Linked DNA regions of Gossypium hirsutum: region 2 is linked to region 1. The links are chromatin contacts, called in public Hi-C maps. All regions are on one chromosome and are shown on one strand. Each heading gives the region's core, a stretch centred on a gene start, on an enhancer-like site or on the middle of the called end of the contact. The rest is flanking DNA. Distances are from core to core; before and after follow the strand shown. Region 1 holds the start of LOC121213665 (myosin-binding protein 2). Region 2 holds the start of LOC121213667.

What was found. Hi-C and Micro-C count contacts between places; a contact is called where the count stands out from the background.
Region 2: a contact with region 1 is called in a Hi-C map of leaf, with 3 times the contacts expected there. The contact joins the promoter of LOC121213667 here to the promoter of LOC121213665 in region 1. A contact is called at or near these places in 2 of 34 Hi-C or Micro-C datasets (both in leaf).

Annotation. Positions count from the first base shown.
Region 1 is chrD01:46,238,967-46,243,573 of Gossypium_hirsutum_v2.1, reverse strand. It overlaps LOC121213665 (myosin-binding protein 2), which reads right to left and starts at 2,168. Exons shown (of 4, transcript XM_041086545.1): 1 at 317-2,168; 2 at 100-228; 3 at 1-11. The coding sequence starts at 1,631.
Region 2 is chrD01:46,384,758-46,389,364 of Gossypium_hirsutum_v2.1, reverse strand. LOC121213667 reads left to right here and starts at 2,327. Exons shown (of 10, transcript XM_041086549.1): 1 at 2,327-3,122; 2 at 3,213-3,350; 3 at 3,966-4,154; 4 at 4,265-4,402; 5 at 4,533-4,607. The coding sequence starts at 2,676.

The DNA of each region.
Region 1 (4,607 bases), core at 919-3,418:
ATCCTTGGAGCCTAATGTAAAGGAATCCAAGATTAACAACACCTCAATAAACAAAATTCTTAAATTAAAAGACATTTTAAATTTGGAATTAAGGTTTACCACGATCAGCATCTGCATGTAATTCAGAACTGGTTGAGGGATCTCCTTGTGTGCATTCATATAAATGTTGTATTTGAATATCTTCAATTGTTTCATTAAACTGCACAACATCTGTCCCTATTGATATTGCTGAAGACATTGCAAAAAACTTTAGTCTTTAATAGTTCAATAATAGGCATTTGGTAAAAATTTATATCAAATTGGATTAAGCAAGTACCTTGATTAACATCTAAATCGATTTCCTCTTCTCTTGTTGTGGCATTTGGTTGAACATCATCAGCTTCATTCAAGGAGGGCATATTTGCTTGAGTGGTAGCAACATGTTGATCATCTTCCTTCTCCATCAAATCTAGCTCCACTGCAGGAGTTGAAAAGCCCTCCTTGCCATTAGGCTCCATTGGTTCATCCACTGCATCAATGGTTTCCTCTTCACTCACATGGGGTGAAAGGGGTGTCACTTTCTCCGCTGAACTGCAACCATTCTCCACAACCAACTCCACTCGTGTCCCAGGTTGCTGCAAATCAAAGTCCAAAATAACATCTCCAGTACCAGCAACGTCTTCATCTTCCTCTGTGAACTCGTATATTTTTTGGCTTCTCATAGCAGTAGAATCCATCAATTCAACTGGAATCAAATGGCAGTCATCCCCCCCGATATAAAACTCCAGATGCTTGTTCAGAATTTCAGGAGACTCCTCTTTGGCACAAGTGACTTGAGTTAACCCCTGGTCAGCCATTGACACAGTTAAGTCTCCTTCATCCACTGAAGATTGATCTTTCTCTATAACCACATCGTCTTCATCTCCATTAGCAGCCACTTGGTTGCAATCAAAACTAGAAACAAAATATGAAAACTCCTCTTTTTCCACTTCCCTTGGTTCAATACCTTCATCATCAGAAATGATGCCAACTCTCTTGTTTTCTTCAATCATCTGTTCATCTTTATGATCACCAGCCACAAAATCTGATCTGATTCCATCTGAAGCATTACCCTCATCTGCAATAATACCCTCAACTTTTTCTCCACCTTCAGTGATTAAATTTCCTTCCTGGGGATAATCCAAAACCTCCCAGGAAGGTTTAATCATGAAACAAGGAAGATTCCACTTTTTCTCCACCATGACACCACAACAAGAACACTTGAAATCCTCATCGCCGTTTTCCATCACTTCATCATCACCATTCTCCGACGGCGACGAGGACAAGCAATCCTCACACATATCTCGAGATTCAGAGAGTTTCCGATGATTTGAACAAAAACCCAATTTAGAAATCTCATTGGCATGATCATCACACACAAGATCTCTATATGATTTGTACTTTGATGGCTCAAAGATATGATCAAGCCTAGAACACCAAAGGCAGGGCCTTTTAAGACCAAAGTAATCAGCAAACTTGATGATCAGATAAGAAAACAGTGAATTCAAAAGGAGGAGAACGATCAGAATCCATTCTAGTAAGACGTAGACAAGAATAAGAGTGATCCTATTAGTGTTTTTATGCAACATGGTAGCAAATTTGTTGGCAGCCATTAATGATGCTCTGTGTTTTCTGCTATGTACAGAGAGGAGAAAAGGGACAAAACAGAAACAAAAAAAAAAAAAGAGAAGAAGTTGTTAGATAAGAAGAAGACGAAAGAGCTTAAGATAAAAAGAGTTATGGAGAATGAAAAAGAAGTGACATTGAAATGGTTTTTCAATAAGGGAGAGAAGAATCGGAAAGTCTAAAGAAATGGGTATTATATTTTTTCAGACTTGGAAATCATAAAAGGCGGTTTTGAATAGGAAAGTGACAGCCAAAGAAGACTGAAACCCTGAGGAAAATCAACCCATAGAAATCATTTTCCACAAAAACAAAAATAAAAACTAAAAAACATTGAAAAAGGTTTGAGTCAGAGTAAATAAAGGAATTTATTTTCCTTGGTTGTTTTTTTGACAGAATTAAGCAACTATTGGGATCTTAAACAACTAAACTGATATTTGTTTTAAGTGATAAATTTTCATTTAGCTTAAGCTTAAGGTTGATGCCAATGGATTAATGGAAGGGGTAGAGGTAGCCAGCTATGGCAGCCCCCACCCTTACAGTCCCTCCAGTCTGGTGTTGTTTTGTTTGGGACAAAGAAAATGGGAGGCCCCACCAACCTTACCAATGGGTTGGTGGAGACCACTCTCAAAGTTAAAAGTGGGCTCCATTTAGGACAGGTTGCTGCTGCTTCATGTTCTTCCTGCTCCTTTTAACTCTGTTTTTCGTGGACACTATTTATCCTTTTTATCTCTGCCATACTATTCCTTTGTGTGAGAAAAGAAATGGACTCTTGAATTTCAGTTTCTAGCTTTGGATTCCTTAAACTTGCTCTTCTTTTCTTTTATTTTCTTTTCTTTTTTTCTTCAAAATTTACAAGTATATTTACCTATACTGCTATATACTAGATATTTTATCAACTACAGATAGATGAATAATAAAAGTAAAATGCATAAAAATATTAAAATAAAGTTTTAATTAAATGGTAAATTAAAATTTTATTAATATATTTAGTATGTATAATTTTATTGGATTTCTTAAAAATAAAAACACTAAATTAGCTTACAACCTATAATGAAATTAAGTTATTTTGATTCTCAACCTATTATTGTTCACATTCTCAAATAGTTTAAGGATATAATAATATACCTATAATCTTATTACCATGTATTCTTAAATTATAGGCGTAAACTTAAATTTTGAATCAACTTACTATTTATTTTTATTATTTTGATCAATTTAATATTTTTATTTTCAAATAAAATTTTATTCTAACTAAAAAAAAACTCTAACCCTCAAAAAGAAAATCTCTTTTTGTTAACAGTAAATTTCATAAATTATTATAATTATAATTTATAATTTTTTTCAACATTATATATTTACTTATTAGCAAACAATTTGTAATAAAAATAAGAATTAGAATAATTTAACATAATCTTATGAAAATTGAGATTAAAATATAATAAAAAAAACTAAATTTATTTGTATAACAAAAAGAATTTAATAAAATATGCTTTTAAATAACCTTATATGTCTATAAAGAAATATTTGAATATTATTTTCCATCTAAATACATTAAAGAAAGTAGTGTAATATATTCAACATTTGATCCTATGTATAATTTCTTTTTTACGAATGCCAACTAAATTTTACAATATAATTTTGTTTACCTAAAGGTTATTGCACTTAAAAGAATAAGAGAAATATTATCCAAACTCTAACTGATCATTTAATTTAACGATTGAGGAATGTATTTTTATGTTAAGAAATATCGAAAAGAGAAATAGTAATAGTAATTATAGTAATAAAAATCATGTGATTTATTTGTAGATTATTTTATTCTCAATTTCAGTTACCGTAATACGAATTTTAGAAACTTCCAATATAGATAAGAAAATGATCTGGATTTCAATAAAATAATGAATTAAAAATAAATACATGTTTATTTACTAAGTTTGTTATAAATTAAGATAAATATTTAAATAAAATTATTGATATTTATTTACAAAATTTTCATATTTTTTATTTAATTTAATTATGCTGATTTGCTTTAATCAAGCTTTAATATCTAAATTATGCCCCCACTGGCTTTTTAGGTCCTAAAATCCCAACCCCAAGTTAAAAATTAAATTAACCATTAAATATGATTTTTGTTCCCTCTTCCTCTACTTTAATTTATATCATCAACCTTACATAATTTCCAGGCTATATAGGATTCCAGCTCAAAGGAAATTAATCTTACAATAAAGTACACTCAAACAAAATCTCCTTTTTTTTTTTAATAATCTTATAAAATTTAAGGGTTTTTTTTTGTTAATGTGGATCAACTTTGAAGAACATTGTTCAAAAAGTTGAGTACAATTATAAAAGATTTTTTTTGTTTTTGAAAAAAAAAATGTGAGAGAGCTTTCTAGTGTGTTTTTTTTTGACCAAAAGGGCGGTAAGAGGTGATCCCACAAAGTGGGCTGAAAAATTCTAGCAGACCCTCTGCTTTTGCAATCAAATACATAAGCTTTAAAGCATCATCTGGAATTTTTAAGAAAAATTAAAAAAAGAAATCAGTCTTGTTTTTCGCATTAAATCCGGCTTATATAAAATATTTCCATTCGGTCCAAGCTTAAACTCCTTTTGATTTTTCTAGAATTAAGTGCCATTCCATTCTTTAATCCAAAATATATAATATTTGGCAAGAAAGTAATCAGGATTACAATAAATTTTCTAATTAAATTTTGCTATTATAATGTATAATTTGGTAAATTTCAGTTTTTAAAATTTTGAAATTTCAATTTTGACTTAAATGGTAGAATTTGATTCCGTTAAATCAAATTTTATTATTTATTACGGCGAAGATGGGAGGTTTGTGTCCGACATATTCCGAGATATTAAAATGGGGTTGCGGACCACATGTCTAAATATGCTGATACAGGGGACTATTTGTTCCGTTTATTTGCAATTGCACCGGTTTCTATTAGAAATTTGTTGCATGA
Region 2 (4,607 bases), core at 1,078-3,577, 150 kb before region 1:
AACACCTCTGAAAAAATAAAATTGGGAGCCCATCATCTCCTGATGCCTTTGTTGGTCCCATGCTTTTCAAAGCTGCCCAAACTTCTTCCTCTGAATATTTTTCCAATAACCTTCATTATCATCGTTTGAGATACATCTTTCAATCCTAGAAAGAATGTGATCCAAGTTTCCAACACTCCTAAAGGAAAAAGGATTTTGAAAGAAACCCCTTGCAATCTCCTCCATTTCGCCCCCATCACTTGTCTCCCTCCCATCCTCATACGCCAAACTACGAATAGCATTTCTTTGTTTCCGGTTAGTAGCCTGGTTATGGAAAAATTCGTGTTTCTATCTCCGAGCTTAAGCCAATTAACTCGAGCCCTCTGCTCCTAGTATCTCTCATCCTTCTCAATTTCAAGGTTCAATTGGATCTTTGTGTCAATGAGCTCAGCTAGGTTCTCATCATCTCTCTCTTTAGCCATCAAATATTCCTATTTCGACGACAACTTCTTTTTCAAACCCTCTCTGTTTCTATTAATTGATCATACCCAAGAAGTCAACCCAGACTTTAAAACCTCCAACCTGTGTAGTAAATTACCTGAAGTAGATGACCAAACACGTTTAACCTCAGGTTCAAAAGATTCATCTACCACCCACTAAGCCTCAAAACGAAACCTCATATTCGACATGTAATTATTTCCTTGATCTGTTTGAATCAGTAAGGGACAATGATCAGAAAAAGAATGTGGTAAGTGCTAAATCACTGCAACTGGAAACATGTCTATCTACTCCGCATTTGCCACTCCCTTACCCAAATTCTCCTTAATATCCGTGTCCGGTAAATTACCCTTTTCCCATGTAAAGAAAACCCTCGAATAACCCACATCCATTAAATGGCATTCCTCCAGTACCCCTCTAAATGATATCATTCTCCCTTTATCCATTGGCACCCCTCCTACTTTCTCACAAGCATATAATATTTCATTGAAATCACCACATACCAACCATGGAAGATCTTGTTGACGCCTTAAGCCTCGTACCACATTCCAAGAGACATATCTTTTACGGGCATAAGGATTATCATAAAAACCCGTGAACCTCCACTGTTTACCTATCTCATTGTCTATAACCTTAGCATCAACATGATTCCTAGAAAAACTTCGAAGCTTAATTGTAGTGTCCCCTTTCCATGCCAAACACAACCCTCCTCTTGACCCATCTGCAGCAACATCTATACCATTAAAAAAACCACATCTTCTTCTCACTCTTTCAATCTGATCCTTACTTAACTTTGCCTCTACAAAGAAAACCACTTGGGGATTATACACCTTCAGCATGTACCGAAGTCTTCTTACAGCCCGTGGACTCCCCAATCCACGGACGTTCCAACTTATGATTTTCATTGCGACCGGTCAACTTGCCCCTTAGCAGCTGCCAATAAAAAGTGATTTTGTCCTACCACCCTCCTTTCCCGAACAACCAAAGTACCCAACTCCTTATCTCCACTCGAACTTATACCCTCCCTTCTAGGCCTCTTTTTTCCATCCCCACCCTCTATAACACAATCTTCTGAATCATGCTTCATATCCACTTAATCCTGAATTTTCACTGACTCCCTATCAAGGCTTAAAGATAAATTGATATCTCCTTCCAAGTTCACTCCCAATATAGGATCAATATGAGAGCCAACTTCTCCCCTTCCTCTCATTCCCCCTTACTCCAACTAGAAACATTATTACCAAACCGACTACCCCCTTTTATTCTTTCGTCCTCATCACGTAACCAAACATTACTTATGGCAAGAGCTTTCCTAGACTGAGCTTTCAACGACATATCCCAACTGAACTCTGCAACCTCAACCCTCAATGACATTTTTGCTTGATAGAACGAGCCGTTATGCCCTAACTTTCCACAAAAGAAACAAAATAGAGTCAATCTCTCGTATTTAAAAGAGACATAAAAACAGCTACCAGACGCGAACATCACTTTCTTCTTTCTCTTTAAAAGGCGTCTAACATCCAATTGAACCTTTATATATAAGTAACTTCACAACCCTTTCCAAGAAAATCACCCAATTGTCTGGCCATAGCATCATAAAAGAAACCCGGGGGCACATCATGAACCTGTACCAAAAAATTCACAAATATTAAAGGTACCCTCTTCAAATCTTCTCTCAATTTCATTCAATGTAACAACAGTAGATGATTATTAAAAGTCCACGGAAACCAGCACCCTCTCCATATCCATTTTATGGAAAAACTTCTCATAGCCGGGAAATAAAAAATGCTTGCCATTAGAAAACAACCTATCAAATAATATATACTTTATCAAAGAAATATAATATATTTTAATTGTTACACGCTATCATCCCTATATCGCACGAAAGAAAACTATGTATCGCAGGAAAAGAAAAAGAAAATTGATTTCCAAATTAGCAGATAATAGAATGGGAAGAAAAATATTTAGCAAAGGATAATATAAATAATAATTAATGTCCGTTTTTCTGAATCGTTTGTCTCGTCTCCTCCGTCCGCAATGCATCCCTAATCTGAGCAAAAGTATTTACGCGTTTTGCGTTGCTTAATTCCTTATTATCCATTCCCTTTTCTCCTTTTCTTTCCTTATTTATATTTCCTTTTCTCACTATTTTCCTCTCCAATTTTCCTTCTTTCATTTCTCTCCAAATTTTCCCAACAATGGAGTCCGTCGATCTTCACGAAACCACCAATGCCAACCACGTTGACCACGGCTGGCAAAAGGTCTCTTATCCCAAACGTCAACGCAAGACCAAGCCCAACGCCGATCCCAACCTCCCCCGTCCTAACGGAACCCTAACTAATGGCTCCGCCAGCGTTTTCCATTCCCTCGAGCAACAGTCCGATGATCGCCGTCGTCGGATTGTTGAAGCTCAAAGAGCTTACGCTGCTGCTGCCATTGATGCCGATGCCAAGCATAAGCCTAAAAGATCGGTCATCGATGATTCCGACGATGACGATGGCAGTGATCTGGATGGCCTTAAACCTAACGGGAAGCCAGCAGATGAGGAGAAGAAGGCGAAGCAAAAGAAGCCGAAGAAGCCTAAGGTTACGGTTGTAGAAGCCGCTGCGAAGATCGATCCCACTGATCTCTCTGCTTATTTCGCTGTAAGTGTACCAAGATGATAAATTTGATTGTCTTTTGCTTGGATAACTGGATTCATTATATAAATATTTTTAATTTGTCTGGGGAATTAGGAATGGAATGGCGAACAGCAAGAAATTCAAATGCAGAAGTTTGCGGATTACTATGGTAAGGTATTTCAGCTAGTGGTAGCGGGGCAGTTTCCTTGGTTGAAGCTTTTCAGGGAGAGTACCGTTGCCAAGCTTGCTGATGTGAGTGTTTTTTTTTCTTTGTGTGTGTGTGTGCGCGCTCTGGGTTTATTATTATTATTTTATTTGATCACAATTTGAATTTGTTGATTATGTTAGCTAGATTGGAGGAATGGAGGAGGTTTTAACGCATTAATTTCTTGCATGATTGAGTGTTCAAATTGAGAACTTTTTGCCAAAGCTCGATTTGTGGTTTGACCAGATTAACGGGCTATCATCCATGGTTTTGCCAGGAATGTGATTGGAATTTTTAGTTTTATTTGAGTAATCATAAATAATTGCACTGATTTATGATTTTCCATTGCGCCATCTCAACTTTTGATATTATGTTAGTTTTAACATTTAAAATTATCCTACAATTCTTTTTATTTGAAGAAACATATCTTTTTGAATTGACCTTAAACTTTTTTCTCATGTTGTTTAAACTTTAATTGTTATTCTAAGGTTCTTTCCATCTGTCATTTTCAGACCTTTCTATGTGATGTCTTCACTGTCGTTATTGTGCTTACTCTTTTTTTTCAGATGTCAATTAGATTCCTTTTGTTCTCTATTGATCGTTGCTTAACTTTGTATTATATATTTTATTTTTCTGACCAAAGTGAATTTGTCCTTCAACAGATACCACTTTCACATATTTCTGATGCTGTTTATAAGACCTCAGCTGACTGGATAAGCCAACGATCCCTTGAGGCACTTGGTTTCTTTGTATTATGGTCTTTAGACATCATTCTTGAGGACTTGGCGGCCCAACAAGCAGGTGCTAAGGGCTCCAAAAAAGGTGCGCAACAGACATCATTGAAGTCTAAGGTAAATTTATTTGGCAATTTGGTTATTTTATTTGGTTTTTCTTCTATTCTTTTGGTTTCTGATGTTTTTGAGGTATCAGATGGGGTTTGATGTAGAAACATGCTATGCAGGTTGGTATATTTGTGGCATTAGGTATGGTATTGCAGCGTAAACCTGATGCTTTAATTAGTGTATTGCCAAAGTTGAGAGAAAATTCCAAGTATCAAGGACAAGATAAGCTCCCCATTTTTGCGTGGACGATAGTTCAGGTAGGTAGATGGGAAAACAACTTTATTCTAACTGGTATATGAATTTGGAAAGGCAGTTTACAATCTCTTAATCTTTACTTTTTGAGAAGCTTCTTATCTCAGTTCAGACATTAATGTTGTATTTGTTTAGGCATCCAAAGGAGATCTTGCTGTGGGACTGTACTCGTGGGCACATCTCCTCTTGCCTGTACTTAGTAGCAAAAAC